Regions from separate parts of the Mus musculus genome. Here all the other regions are linked to region 2. A link is a contact called in public HiCAR-type and promoter capture Hi-C data. All regions are on one chromosome and are shown on one strand. Each heading gives the region's core, a stretch centred on a gene start, on an enhancer-like site or on the middle of the called end of the contact. The rest is flanking DNA. Distances are from core to core; before and after follow the strand shown. Region 1 holds the start of Fmc1 (formation of mitochondrial complex V assembly factor 1). Region 2 holds the start of Creb3l2 (cAMP responsive element binding protein 3-like 2). Region 3 holds the start of Luc7l2 (LUC7-like 2 (S. cerevisiae)). Region 4 holds the start of Chrm2 (cholinergic receptor, muscarinic 2, cardiac).

Evidence for each region. Promoter capture Hi-C pulls out the DNA fragments that hold promoters and counts their contacts. HiCAR-type assays count read pairs that join an accessible place to other places. Capture Hi-C pulls out chosen DNA fragments and counts their contacts.
Region 1: a contact with region 2 is called in a promoter capture Hi-C map of embryonic stem cells, with 2.7 times the contacts expected there. The contact joins the promoter of Fmc1 here to the promoter of Creb3l2 in region 2. A contact is called at or near these places in 4 of 39 promoter capture datasets (the 3T3-L1 cell line, 3T3-L1-derived adipocytes and embryonic stem cells), 1 of 15 datasets of contacts at CTCF or cohesin (pro-B cells), 2 of 484 Hi-C or Micro-C datasets (CD4 T cells and regulatory T cells) and 1 of 115 datasets of contacts at active chromatin or transcription factors (pro-B cells).
Region 3: a contact with region 2 is called in a promoter capture Hi-C map of adipose tissue, with 2.5 times the contacts expected there. The contact joins the promoter of Luc7l2 here to the promoter of Creb3l2 in region 2. A contact is called at or near these places in 1 of 39 promoter capture datasets (pre-B cells), 1 of 484 Hi-C or Micro-C datasets (embryonic stem cells) and 1 of 9 other capture datasets (adipose tissue).
Region 4: a HiCAR-type map of astrocytes shows a contact between it and region 2, with 3 times the contacts expected there. The contact joins the promoter of Chrm2 here to the promoter of Creb3l2 in region 2. A contact is called at or near these places in 2 of 39 promoter capture datasets (hippocampal neurons and stem cell-derived epiblast-like cells) and 1 of 115 datasets of contacts at active chromatin or transcription factors (astrocytes).

Annotation. Positions count from the first base shown.
Region 1 is chr6:38,533,447-38,536,146 of GRCm38.p6, forward strand. It overlaps Fmc1 (formation of mitochondrial complex V assembly factor 1), which reads left to right and starts at 1,415. Exons shown (of 2, transcript NM_025363.3): 1 at 1,415-1,564. The coding sequence starts at 1,427. n-TRcct1 (a tRNA gene) reads left to right here and starts at 485; the gene lies at 485-557.
Region 2 is chr6:37,440,818-37,443,517 of GRCm38.p6, forward strand. It overlaps Creb3l2 (cAMP responsive element binding protein 3-like 2), which reads right to left and starts at 1,331. Exons shown (of 12, transcript NM_178661.4): 1 at 882-1,331. The coding sequence starts at 983. It overlaps Gm33318 (predicted gene, 33318), which reads left to right and starts at 1,693. Exons shown (of 3, transcript NR_166917.1): 1 at 1,693-2,216.
Region 3 is chr6:38,550,031-38,552,730 of GRCm38.p6, forward strand. Luc7l2 (LUC7-like 2 (S. cerevisiae)) reads left to right here and starts at 1,304. Exons shown (of 10, transcript NM_138680.3): 1 at 1,304-1,878. The coding sequence starts at 1,818.
Region 4 is chr6:36,386,787-36,389,486 of GRCm38.p6, forward strand. Chrm2 (cholinergic receptor, muscarinic 2, cardiac) reads left to right here and starts at 1,298. Exons shown (of 3, transcript NM_203491.3): 1 at 1,298-1,580; 2 at 1,818-1,965. It overlaps 9330158H04Rik (RIKEN cDNA 9330158H04 gene), which reads right to left and starts at 1,448. Exons shown (of 6, transcript NR_015589.1): 1 at 1,370-1,448; 2 at 877-1,170.

The DNA of each region.
Region 1 (2,700 bases), core at 165-2,664, 1.1 Mb after region 2:
CTTGGCTGCGGAAATGGCCTCAGCGCTGTAACCGGAAACAGAAACTGACCACTACCTAAACGCCACCTAACGACCAGCTAAGAGCGAAGACAAACCCTGAAAGTAGCCCAATCGGAAGGGGCTTGGCTTTTCCTGTTACAATCTGACAAAGAATAGGACCAGAGGGAGGCTCGAGGAACTGGTTTCCGCAGCCCGTTTGGCTCTGACGTCTCCCGGGCCCACTTTTGCGCAGGCGCAGAGCTACTACGCACAGAAACACGAACACGTAAGCAAAAGCGGGAGCCCGTTCGGCTTCGTGGCATCCACTGTTTGCAGGGTGAAGCGGTTGACTCTTGGCATCTAAACTACATTTCCCAGCAGGCATCCGTTTCACACTGAGGCTGAGTTTGGTTCTCTGTGATAGGGTAAAAACAATAAATTTAAGTGATGACGTACGAAACAGGAAATAACTTGATTATGGTGTTTGAGGACATCAGTAGAAGAAGCCCCAGTGGCCTAATGGATAAGGCATTGGCCTCCTAAGCCAGGGATTGTGGGTTCGAGTCCCATCTGGGGTGGTTCGTTTTTTTTTTTTATCTATTTTAACATCATCTAATTAGATGATTATTGCGAGTCAAACTTACTGTTTATTTTATGTATTTAGAGACAAGGTCTCTCTACCTAGTTCTGGCTGGGTTAGAACAAACTGCAGACCATAATGGTCTATGAGCTGTGAGATCCGCCTGCTTCTGCAGGCAGTGAAGGCGTGTGCCACAACGCCCGGCCATCTTGTTTTAAAACTAGAGAACTGCGGGGAAAAACAATCAAACAAAAAAAACAAAACGAAAAAAAAAAAAGCCAGGCGTGATGGCGCACGCCTTTAATCCCAGCACTCGGGAGGCAGAGGCAGGCGGATTTCGAGGCCAGCCTGGTCTACAGAGTGAGTTCCAGGACAGCCAGGGCTATACCGAGAATCCATGTCTCGAAAAACAACAATAAACAAACAGAAAAACAAAACAAAACTAGAGAACTGGATGTGAGGCTTTACTAGTAAAGGGGCTGCAGTTTGCCATACCAGGGTATGAGTTCATTTTCTTCTCCTAGGCTGCGGGGACCATAAAGTTGGAGGTCGGTACGTTTAATTTTGACATCCCTGGTAGAAACAGTAAGATCTTTTTGGCGTGACCTATGTCCAGACATCCACATACTCTCCTGCCAGACACCTTTCCTCAGAGACTCGGCGGCCATCAGCTTACGGCAGTCCAAAGGGACGCAGTCAGAAGGGCCGAGAGGATTCGGCACCTTCCCTTGCTCTCCTGGTCCCCTGAGGTGCCTGTCACTCGCGTTTCCCTCCAAGGGTGGTCGGTAGAGGGCGCTGTGGGGCGGAGTGGGCGGGGGAACACCTCGCCCGAGGCAGTGAGGGACCAGGCTCTCCAAGGACAGAAAAATGGCGGCCCTGGGGTCCCCGGCGCGCACTCTGCGGGGCCTTCTGAGGGAGCTGCGCTACCTGAACGCGGCCACCGGGCGGCCATATCGCGACACAGCGGCCTACCGGTACCTCGTTAAGGCTTTCCGAGCACATCGGGTACGGCATCCGCGGCTGGGTGGGCTCCAGGTCGCGGGAGGGCGGATGAGGGGGCGGTCTGCGCAGGTGATAGAGGGTCTCAGGACAAACGTGTCTGAGTCACCCTGTCCTCCACCTGCGGGTCTCACCACAGACTCCAGCCCTTCGGCTAACCTGCGGTCTGAAATCCCCTACTGGCCCAGAAGCCGCGTGGGGCGCACCTTCCTAGGGACTTCGTATCTGCCACCCACCGGGGTGGAGCTGTCTCTGACGATTTCATTGGTTTGTCTGGTGCATGGGGTGTGGAATGGAGTAAGGAGCGGGCGTTGTGTGAAGTGGGTCCTAGGGGTCGTAAGACTTAAAGGCGTAAGGGTACAAGCATCCCCTCTCCTCATCCTTTCTACATTAAAGTTTTAATAGGAAGCAGTGTTTTTGTGATTTGACGGGTGTGTGTGTGTGTGTGTGTGTAGGTGTGTGTGCGCGCGCCTGCTCGCGCGCGTGCTTTTGCTTGCTTGCGTGTTGGTGGGGAATGAAGATACAGAATTTCAGCATTACTCTGGCTGACCTGGAATTTGCTGTTTAGACCAGATTGACCTTGAACTCACATCTGATTGCCCTTTTCTCCTGAGTGTGGGGATTAAAGGCATGGGCCAGGCAAATGCAATTTTTAAGGCAATTTAGTGGGGAATATTCAAGAGTTGAAGAGTGGTACTGTTTTATTTAGTACTAGCCTTTCACCACTGAGGAAAGCAATATCTTATATTCTATGGAGATGTCACATCTTTAGCCTTCTGCATGACAGGATACATGACATGTTTTACTGGTGTAACAAACATAAACATACAGAATGCTATCCTTGGGAAGTGCCATTGTGAAATCCACAGTTCATATTCCTCTTAGAAAGGAATGGAAGATGGTTAATTTTCCAAATGTGGTAATGCTCAATTCTCTGCCTTTTGGACAAGATCAAATACAAACACTAAGGCTCGGGGACAGTCACCTGCCCAGTTCTGCTTGATCAAGCATGGCTACAATTTAGGGGAATGGAAACTTAAGTTCTTGAGCAATTATCTTAACTACAGAATTTGAGCATTGCAAAACTTTAGAACTAAAATTCACTTATCTTTTAAAAAGTTATGTTAGGTACTGTGTATTAA
Region 2 (2,700 bases), core at 81-2,580:
TACTGACCCCATTAACAGCACTAAGACAGAAATGCAGCCAAGCCTGTCCTTACCTCAGTCCCTCAGCAGTCCCTCAGTGCCCCCCACCCCCACCCCTCCCTCTCAACTTCTAAGAGTTCTGAACAAAGCCACATTACCAGCACTGGCTATCACAAACAAGATTTTCTCTTGCAAAAAGCTGAAAGTGACATCTTTAAATGATTCACGCTTCTGACAGTTGAGTCTCCAAAGAGGTCTCTGCGGGGAAGGAACTGGTGAGCTGTCCTACCTCTCCCCCAGAGCCTCTCTGAAACATGCAGTTGCCTCAGATTTTCCCCTGAAAAAGGGAGGAAGCAGTTCGAGGCTGTGCAGATGAAGCAGCCAAGTGAGGCGGCCGCCTTCCCGTGCGGTGAAGGAAGGCTTTTAACACGAACATTTTAAAGCTATAAACAAGAAAGTAAAGAAACTGGATGGGATGGGGACAAAAAACATATGGGATGACTATACTACATTAGCTTGTCCAAATTTTGGATGTGTGTGTATTGTGTGTGTTTTTTTACAAACCTTACCATTTTAAAAAAAAAATCAATATAACTGGGCGGAGGTATTATTCTCAAAACACGTCGCTTCCCAGCATTGCTGTACCGTTAGCAATAGGAAATGGAGCTACCGACAGGAAAACACTATAAACTGCTTTGGAATACAAAGGGTCACTTATTCGGAAGAAAGTTTAAAGGCTCCAGCTGTGCACCTTAATGTGTTCATAGAAGAAAACTCCCATCCCCAGACCTCTTAATATAGTCATGCCCTTCCCCAAACGCTGCCTCCCAGGACCCAGCTGGTGACAAAACCCGCTTTTCTCCTCACCCCCGACTCCCTTTGCCCGGACCACGGGTCCTCACCGTGTGGTACATGAGGGCCTCAGTCTCTCCGGGCTCTGACAGCTCGCTCAGCTTGCGGTCCCACTGCAGGACGCTCTGCTCCCCGCTCTCCAGCACCTCCATGGCGGTGGGCGCCGCGCAGGGCCGAGGATGCTGAGGCAGGAGGGGACCGCGCAGAGCCGCCGCGGGCCGGTGAGACGCTTCTCCCCGTGTACTTGGCGTGTGCGCGCGTGGAACTTATGCACTGGAGCAGGAACTCGGGAGAGCCCTGCCGAAGGCTACGCGACCCTTGTCCTCGGAAATCTGTGACTCCCCGGGGAGGACAAGCCTGCTGGGATCGGGCGGAAGGTGCAGGGGTTAAATCGGGCTGTGCATCCAAAAGGAAGGCAAAAAGGCAGCGCTCATCCCAAGAAAGTCCTCGCGCAACAAGCCCACTCCCCACTAGGGCTCCAGACAAACTTTGAGACTCCCTTGGGCTCTTGAGCTCTGCCCCTGGATCCAGAGGCGACCCCACCTCCTTCCAGGCCAGTGACCAATCGAACGCCCGTCTTGCCATCTATACCGTATCAAAAGTCCCTTTCTCATCCATGTCCCTCCCCCAGAGGGAGAGTCGCGCGAAGTCTCCGCCTAGTCCTCGGAATGTGGGCGGAGAGGGTCTTTTACGTCACTGGGGAACGCCTCCTGCCGGAGCGTCGCAATGGACCAATAGGGTGCTAGGGTCTAGAAATGATCGACTGAAACATAGATCAATGAGCTAGGGAGACCTGGAGGAGCCAACCAATCAAATAGCGACAAGAATACATTTTTATAAGAGAGGGCGTGCGCGCCCAGTGTCCTCCCTAAGAGTCTCCGCTTAAAGGAGGTTTGTTTCGCGAGTTTATTTCCTCAGAGAAACCAAGCGGATTGAAGCGCTGTCTACATTTCAAATTAGTTTAGGTCGCGTGAGTCTGTCTGGATTTAAAAGAATGCACCACATATATGAAAATGCGCACGTGAGCAGAAATCTGAATTATCACAGTTCTAGCACACATTCATTGCTAGCTTTTTATGTAGTTTTATGGCCTTTATTAAACAGACATTAGCCAATCTTGCCACACGTTTCCAAGTCCTAAATCAGAGGGCTAATTTTTTTTTTTAAATTCATAGGATTTTGTTGTTTTGTTTTTGAGACAAGGTTACCTGTAGCCCAGGCTGTCCTCAACTGCACTGTGCAGCTAAGGCTGAGCTTGAACTCCTGATCCCTCTGCCTCACCTCCGGAGAGCTGGGAGGGACTGCACGGTTATGCCACTAGTGCCTGCTTCACAGATCTTTTATTCCCAATGGAGTACCAGGCAAAAAAATGAGAGGATGGCCAGGTGGGTACTATTCCAGATACTGGTCAAAGAGGTAACGGATACTCTCCTGAGTGTCGTGGATGAAGTGGGGCTTAGGGGAAAATAAGTGTTTTAATGGCTGCAAGATGCACCCCAAAGTGAGTGTTGGGAAAGAGATCTAAGCCTTTGACCCCCTTAGAGAAGAAAAGGCCTGCTCTATAGCATTTTCCCCCAATGTGATTTTTCTTCTTCCCTTTTGAGGTTTCCTTTTATGGAAACAGCCTTAGTTGGCTATAGTTTAACCATTTTACATACAGGGCTGTGGTTCCAGGTGGTTCTTACAAGGGGACAGTCAGGTATCAGGTCTACAGAGAGTTTTGTCTTCTTCAGAGCGTGGTTTTGCTGTGTGAAGACAGAAGTCTCAGAACTTTACACTGTCTTTAAGCAACTTTTATTTTTCATGTAAAATGAGTCTGCTTGTCTAGCCTAGGATCTTTTGAGACTATTTTAATATTTAAATACAGAC
Region 3 (2,700 bases), core at 54-2,553, 1.1 Mb after region 2:
GGCGCACGCCTTTAATCCCAGCACTTGGGAGGCAGAGGCAGGTGGATTTCTGAGTTCGAGGCCAGCCTGGTCTACAGAGTGAGTTCCAGGCTACACAGAGAAACCCTGTCTCGAAAAAACCAAAAGTTGGGAAGAAAAAGTGGAGAGAGACGACATGTAATTAAAAAAACAAACAAAAACCCAAACAACAACTAAACAGTTTTATGCTAAGTTGGCAGCTCAGTTTGTCTTTTGTGTCAGGGTGATGCCTAACTTCTGCAGAGGTGAAAAATGTCTCCATTCCTAACCTATGCTGAGTCTCCGGTATTCTCACTTTTTAAGGCTATTTTTCTCATAACATTGACACCCTGTCTCAAAAACAGTACTCTGAATAATTGTGTTTTTTTTTTTTTTTGGCAAGTTGCTGACTAGATAACGTAATTTGCATCGGCTCAGTGCCTAGTTAAACCTTGGAATTGTGATGATTCTTTCATATGATTTTAATATGAAGCTGGCGCTAGTTTGAAGTTTTAGTTCCTCAATGCATGGGCAATTATAATGAAACGGCAAAAAATATCCATAATTTCCCAGTTATTATCTAAAGTTGCGACGTTTCAGCTTAAAAGACTCGCCAGTTTTTTTTTCCTTTTCGAAAACCGGTAAGCAGCCGTGGCCTAAGTATTTCCCGTTGGCTCACTCTGGCCTCAGCCCCACCAGCCTTGAGATTAAGAAATCAACTACGGTTGGAAGGTCGCAGTCAGCAGGGCGTGGGAGTGCAGGGCGACAGTCAGCCAAGAACCCCACGGAAACGCTGCTCTGCATTATGGCCTGTCCCAAGCTCTCACTTTGCCCAGCTCCGAATTCAGACTAGCAGCTTCCAGCTGTCCTAAACGTAGCAGAAGGGGTCGGGAGGCCTGATTTCCACTGTGTTGATTTCGCGGTTTGTTTGCTTTTTCTTTTTCCTGAACCTGACATGTCCCGAACTCGGGCACTGATGAGGGGCAGTGGCCTGAGGATAAGGTTAGGTGTCCTCCGCTCGGGCTCGGGGCTCCCACGGGCTTGCGATTCCGCCAGCATCCGTCGGGAAAGCACTAACCCTGAGAACTTCTGTCGCACTACTTACTGCGACTCGCTCTAAGCTCGGCACTGGCTAATTTGCGGCTGGACGCCAGGGCGGCAAACAGCAAAGGCCTAAGTGACCTGCTGCTTAGACGCCCGGGGCCGAAGAGGCTTCGGAGTAGGCTAAAAAAAAAAAAAAAAAAAAAAAAAAAAAGAGCATCATTCTCGCGAGACTCAGCCTCCGAGAGGGGCGGGGTGAGCAGACGTGAACGCGCTCGGGAGCCGTTAGGGTGGGACCCTTCGTAGGAGGGGCAGGGCGGAGCGCAGCGACGTGGATGGCGATTGGCCGAACCCCCACGGGAAACGACTAGGCGCGAGCTGCGTGCGCGCTCCCGTCGCGGCGGCTGCGAGCCGCGTCAGAGCTCGCTTGCTGGGGGGGGGGGTTGACGGCTTCTGGCGGGTGTTGGTGTCGGGAGGAGGCGAGAGTCGGCTTAGCCTGTGTCGCGTCTGTCTCAGGAACCGGACGGAGAGTGAGGGCACCAGGGCTCACTCTCTAGGGGGGCTGCCATTTTCCGCGTTCACGCCGTCGTGAGGAGCGCAGCCCGGACTCTCCACGACCCCTCCGACTCCCTACTCGCGGGCCTCGAGGCCGCGGCGGCCACCGAGACAGCGCCGCACCTCCCCCACCCCTTCCCCTCGTCCCCCGCCCGCCAGGGCCCGGCCGGTGCCCCACCCCCGCCTGCCTGCCCGCCCGACCGCCCGCCCGCTACGCCGCCGCCATGTCGGCGCAGGCCCAGATGCGCGCTATGCTGGACCAGTTAATGGGCACCTCTCGGGACGGTAAGTCGCTGCCAGAGCCCTGGGGGTGGGGGAGGGGCCGTGCCTGGGGAGGGGGAGGCCTCCGAGGGAGCACTTGGGCGCGCGCGTGCGGCCGAGTAAGGGGTTCCCAGATTGGTAGCGCGAGGTCCCCCCCGTCTCTCTTCCAGTCCAATCAGGGCTTGGCAGGCGGTCTTGGGGGCGGTGACCGTGCGGATTGGCGGGAACTGCTGCCAATGCGGCGAGGCGGGGCCTGGGAGCAGAAAGGGGAGTTTGTGCCTTTTGCTGTTGACTTGGCGGGGTTGGGAGAGCCCAAGTCTGTCTTGGAGTAGTGGGGCGGTCAGTTTGACTATTGATCAGGGACCGGCGGGGCGCTCAGGTCTCCACCCCCAGCTCCAGCTCCTTTCCTCTGGGCTTTCGGATCACCCCTCGCCGCCGTCCTCTAGAGTGTGGAGAGAAACATCCCCTCCCTCCCTGGTCTTAACGAAACCACTACTAACCCCCAGTTCCAGGGACGCTTCGTCGAGCCCTTACAGAATCAACTTTTTTTTTTCGTGTGTGTGGAAAATCTGACCCAAACCATGGTTTCTTAAAGTGGGTGTGTTTGGCCCCATTTTGTAGAAGTGTTTAGGCCTATTTTTTTTTCCCACCGAGAGACCTCCATTTTGTTAGACCACGTATTAGAGACTTCAGTAAATATTGGCAAATTTTACCTGTGCTGAAAACAGAATCATTTTGGATATTTGATGCCCACTGAATTAGAATTGAAGGAAAGGGCTTTTAAAAATACAGTTAGATTAGAATCCTTAGAAAGAGTTATTTACGTGTTTGTTTCTAAAAATGATG
Region 4 (2,700 bases), core at 48-2,547, 1.1 Mb before region 2:
CGACATACCCTTACCATCCTTTACACCAGGATGGCTTTTATCCAGCAAAATTGAATCTGTGTCAGTCCTACTTAGGCATAGCTGTAGGATTTTCATTCACCAATGAATTTATATTAGTGTATAATTTATAGTGTTGATGGTCAGCCTCTCTACAAGAGCTTCATGTGGGTATTTATTCTCAAAGATGAGAAACTCAGAAAGAAAAGGAACCGTGGTTTCATTATTCTGTGTGCTCTTTAACACCCAGCCAAGGACAGGGCAACACGAACTGAGCTGAATTCCATTGAGCATAATAAATAGCAATTTCTCTGTCTCTGCGATCAAAAAAGAGATAGGTCCTGTTCTTTGTTACTTAGTTTAAGGTTCCAATGACTCCTTCTTTAATTCTATTTGGCAATGAAAGCCTCATTCGGTAGCACATATTTATGTCATCAGATACAATATACATCATCAAGAGCAATTGTCCTCAACGACACCTTAGAATAATCACATTATGATATTATCAAATAAGTTCCATACTTTCAAACAATGGGTATAAATCTGGGAAAGAATTTCTCATTAAAATAAATGAAGGCAAAAATTAGTCCATGCTCTGAACACAGGAAGTTCACATCTTTTATTTTCCTCGATAGACAGCAAAATCCCACCTCACCAACACCTCACTAGTACACTCTCTTAACTACTACTCCCCATTAACTGATGGAACACACAGGCATCGACCTGTTTGGGAAGAAAGAAAAAAAAACAGCAAAGACAGATAAATATCTGTTTCTTTCTAATACATTAGTTAGCATCAAAGAAAGAAATAAACAATCTGAACAATTCTCCATGACTATATATTTAGTACAAAGTACATTTATTCTAACATTTCCCCACCTGGAAACACGGGGCATAAGTATCTTCTGCAATCAACAAGCCTTCTTCCCAATGTGCCCTGTCACCTTTGTAGCAACCTGGCACCTGCTGACATGGGACCTAGGGGTGGTGGTGGTGGTGATTGCAAAGGTTGTGGTGTAGAAATTGCAGACCGAGAACTGGGCTCCGGGGTCGGACATGGAGAGATGCAGAAAAGAGCTGAGAGAGAAAGCTGTCATATTTGCACCGAAGAACCGCCAAATCAGAGCGCAGAGAAGATTTCATTGGCGGAGCCCCCTTCAACGGCAACTAATCCTGTCAGAACGAAAGAAAATTGTAAATGCTCTCTCCAGAAACTGTCCGCCCATTGCAGCTAATCGAACACAAACGCACAAATAGAGGCACCACTCTCGCTCTGCTGCTACACACAGCGGGTGAGGGCGAGGAGACCAGTTCCCGGGAGCAGGCACGCGGGGGCACAGACACACTCATTCGCACACACGCACACACGCACACGCCAGCCTGCGGGCTTGGCCAGAGCCCTGAAGTCGCAGATCCCACTTGGAAATCGCCAGAGGCACTGGGAGAAGTGGAGGAGCGCAGCTCCCAGACACTAATTACTACTTCCCCGGCACTAGGGTGAAGAAATGAAGCCCGCCCAGCTCTTCTCCACACCCAGGTCTCCTTTCTGTTTCGGTGTTAACTGTCATCTTCCTGAAAGCCAGGTTTGAAAGTCTTATTTGCCTGTGTTTTGGGGGTGTGATGCTCAAGGCGGCAGACAGATGTAATTTAACTCCAGTCCGAATTGTCTAATTGGGGTCCCAGATTAGCCGAGTGATACGACCCATGTGAAATGCCCCGCAGCCTTCTCTGAGCCTTGGGGTCCGCAGTCTCCCCGCCTCCCTTGCCCCACCCGTCTAAGTGCGGTGGCGACAACTAATCTTTCGCTTTTCTCTCGCAAGATCCAGGGAGAAGGCAAGCGGGCAACCAGCTGAGGACTCCGAGCTGTGCCGCTCGCTCCCAAACCGGTCCAACCTGAGCCCGCCAAAGGCTCCTCGCTCCAGCCAGACTCCACCAGATCGCAGCCCCGGGCGACTAAGTCAGTGACAGGTAAAGACTCTGCTATACCATGGTTCTCTAATTGTCCATATCAAGGGCCCTGGTACCTCGCAGCTCCTCCCCATCACCCGACCCTGGCCGCAGAGGGTCTGGGTTTGCAAGAATTGTTTGGTGGTCCCTGACACGTGCAGGTTTTCCAATGGAAACTTTGGCATCTGGGGCTTGCTGGAGAGGACACGTACCTTGGCGGGTCTGAAAGAAGGAGGGGTTTCAAAGCTGGGGCGGGGGAAACCATTGGGATAGCTAAGTCCAGTGGAATGTGGCAAAAAGCAGCCTGTGAGCGCCGATACTCCAGTATGGCTGTCTTTGAGCTTGGCACCCCCTCACCCTCGCTACCACACTCTGGTCCTCTTCATCCCCCCGCCCCCCAACTCCAGATGCTGCCGTGGGAAAGGCAAGTAGAGCTCAGTCTCTCCTGCCGCTCACCCATCCCCCTTAAGCTCCCCTTATACCCTAGGGTCTGGGCACATTGCATTTAGGGTGGAGGCCCCTCTCGCCACCACTCCACGCTGTCCCCTGACTCCGCCTTGGGAGAGAGCCTTCTGGTGAGGACGACAGGTTTAGTGCTGTTGTTCCCGGACCTTGGCAGGGGAACAAGGTTGGGGAAGGTTTCCAGGAGGAGAGAGAAGGGAGTCCTCTGCAAGCCTATTTTCCTCCGCTGGCGCGCGCAAGGTTGATTGTCCACTGTGGCTGAGGAAAGGGACCCCAGTCCAGAGCTGATGAAGT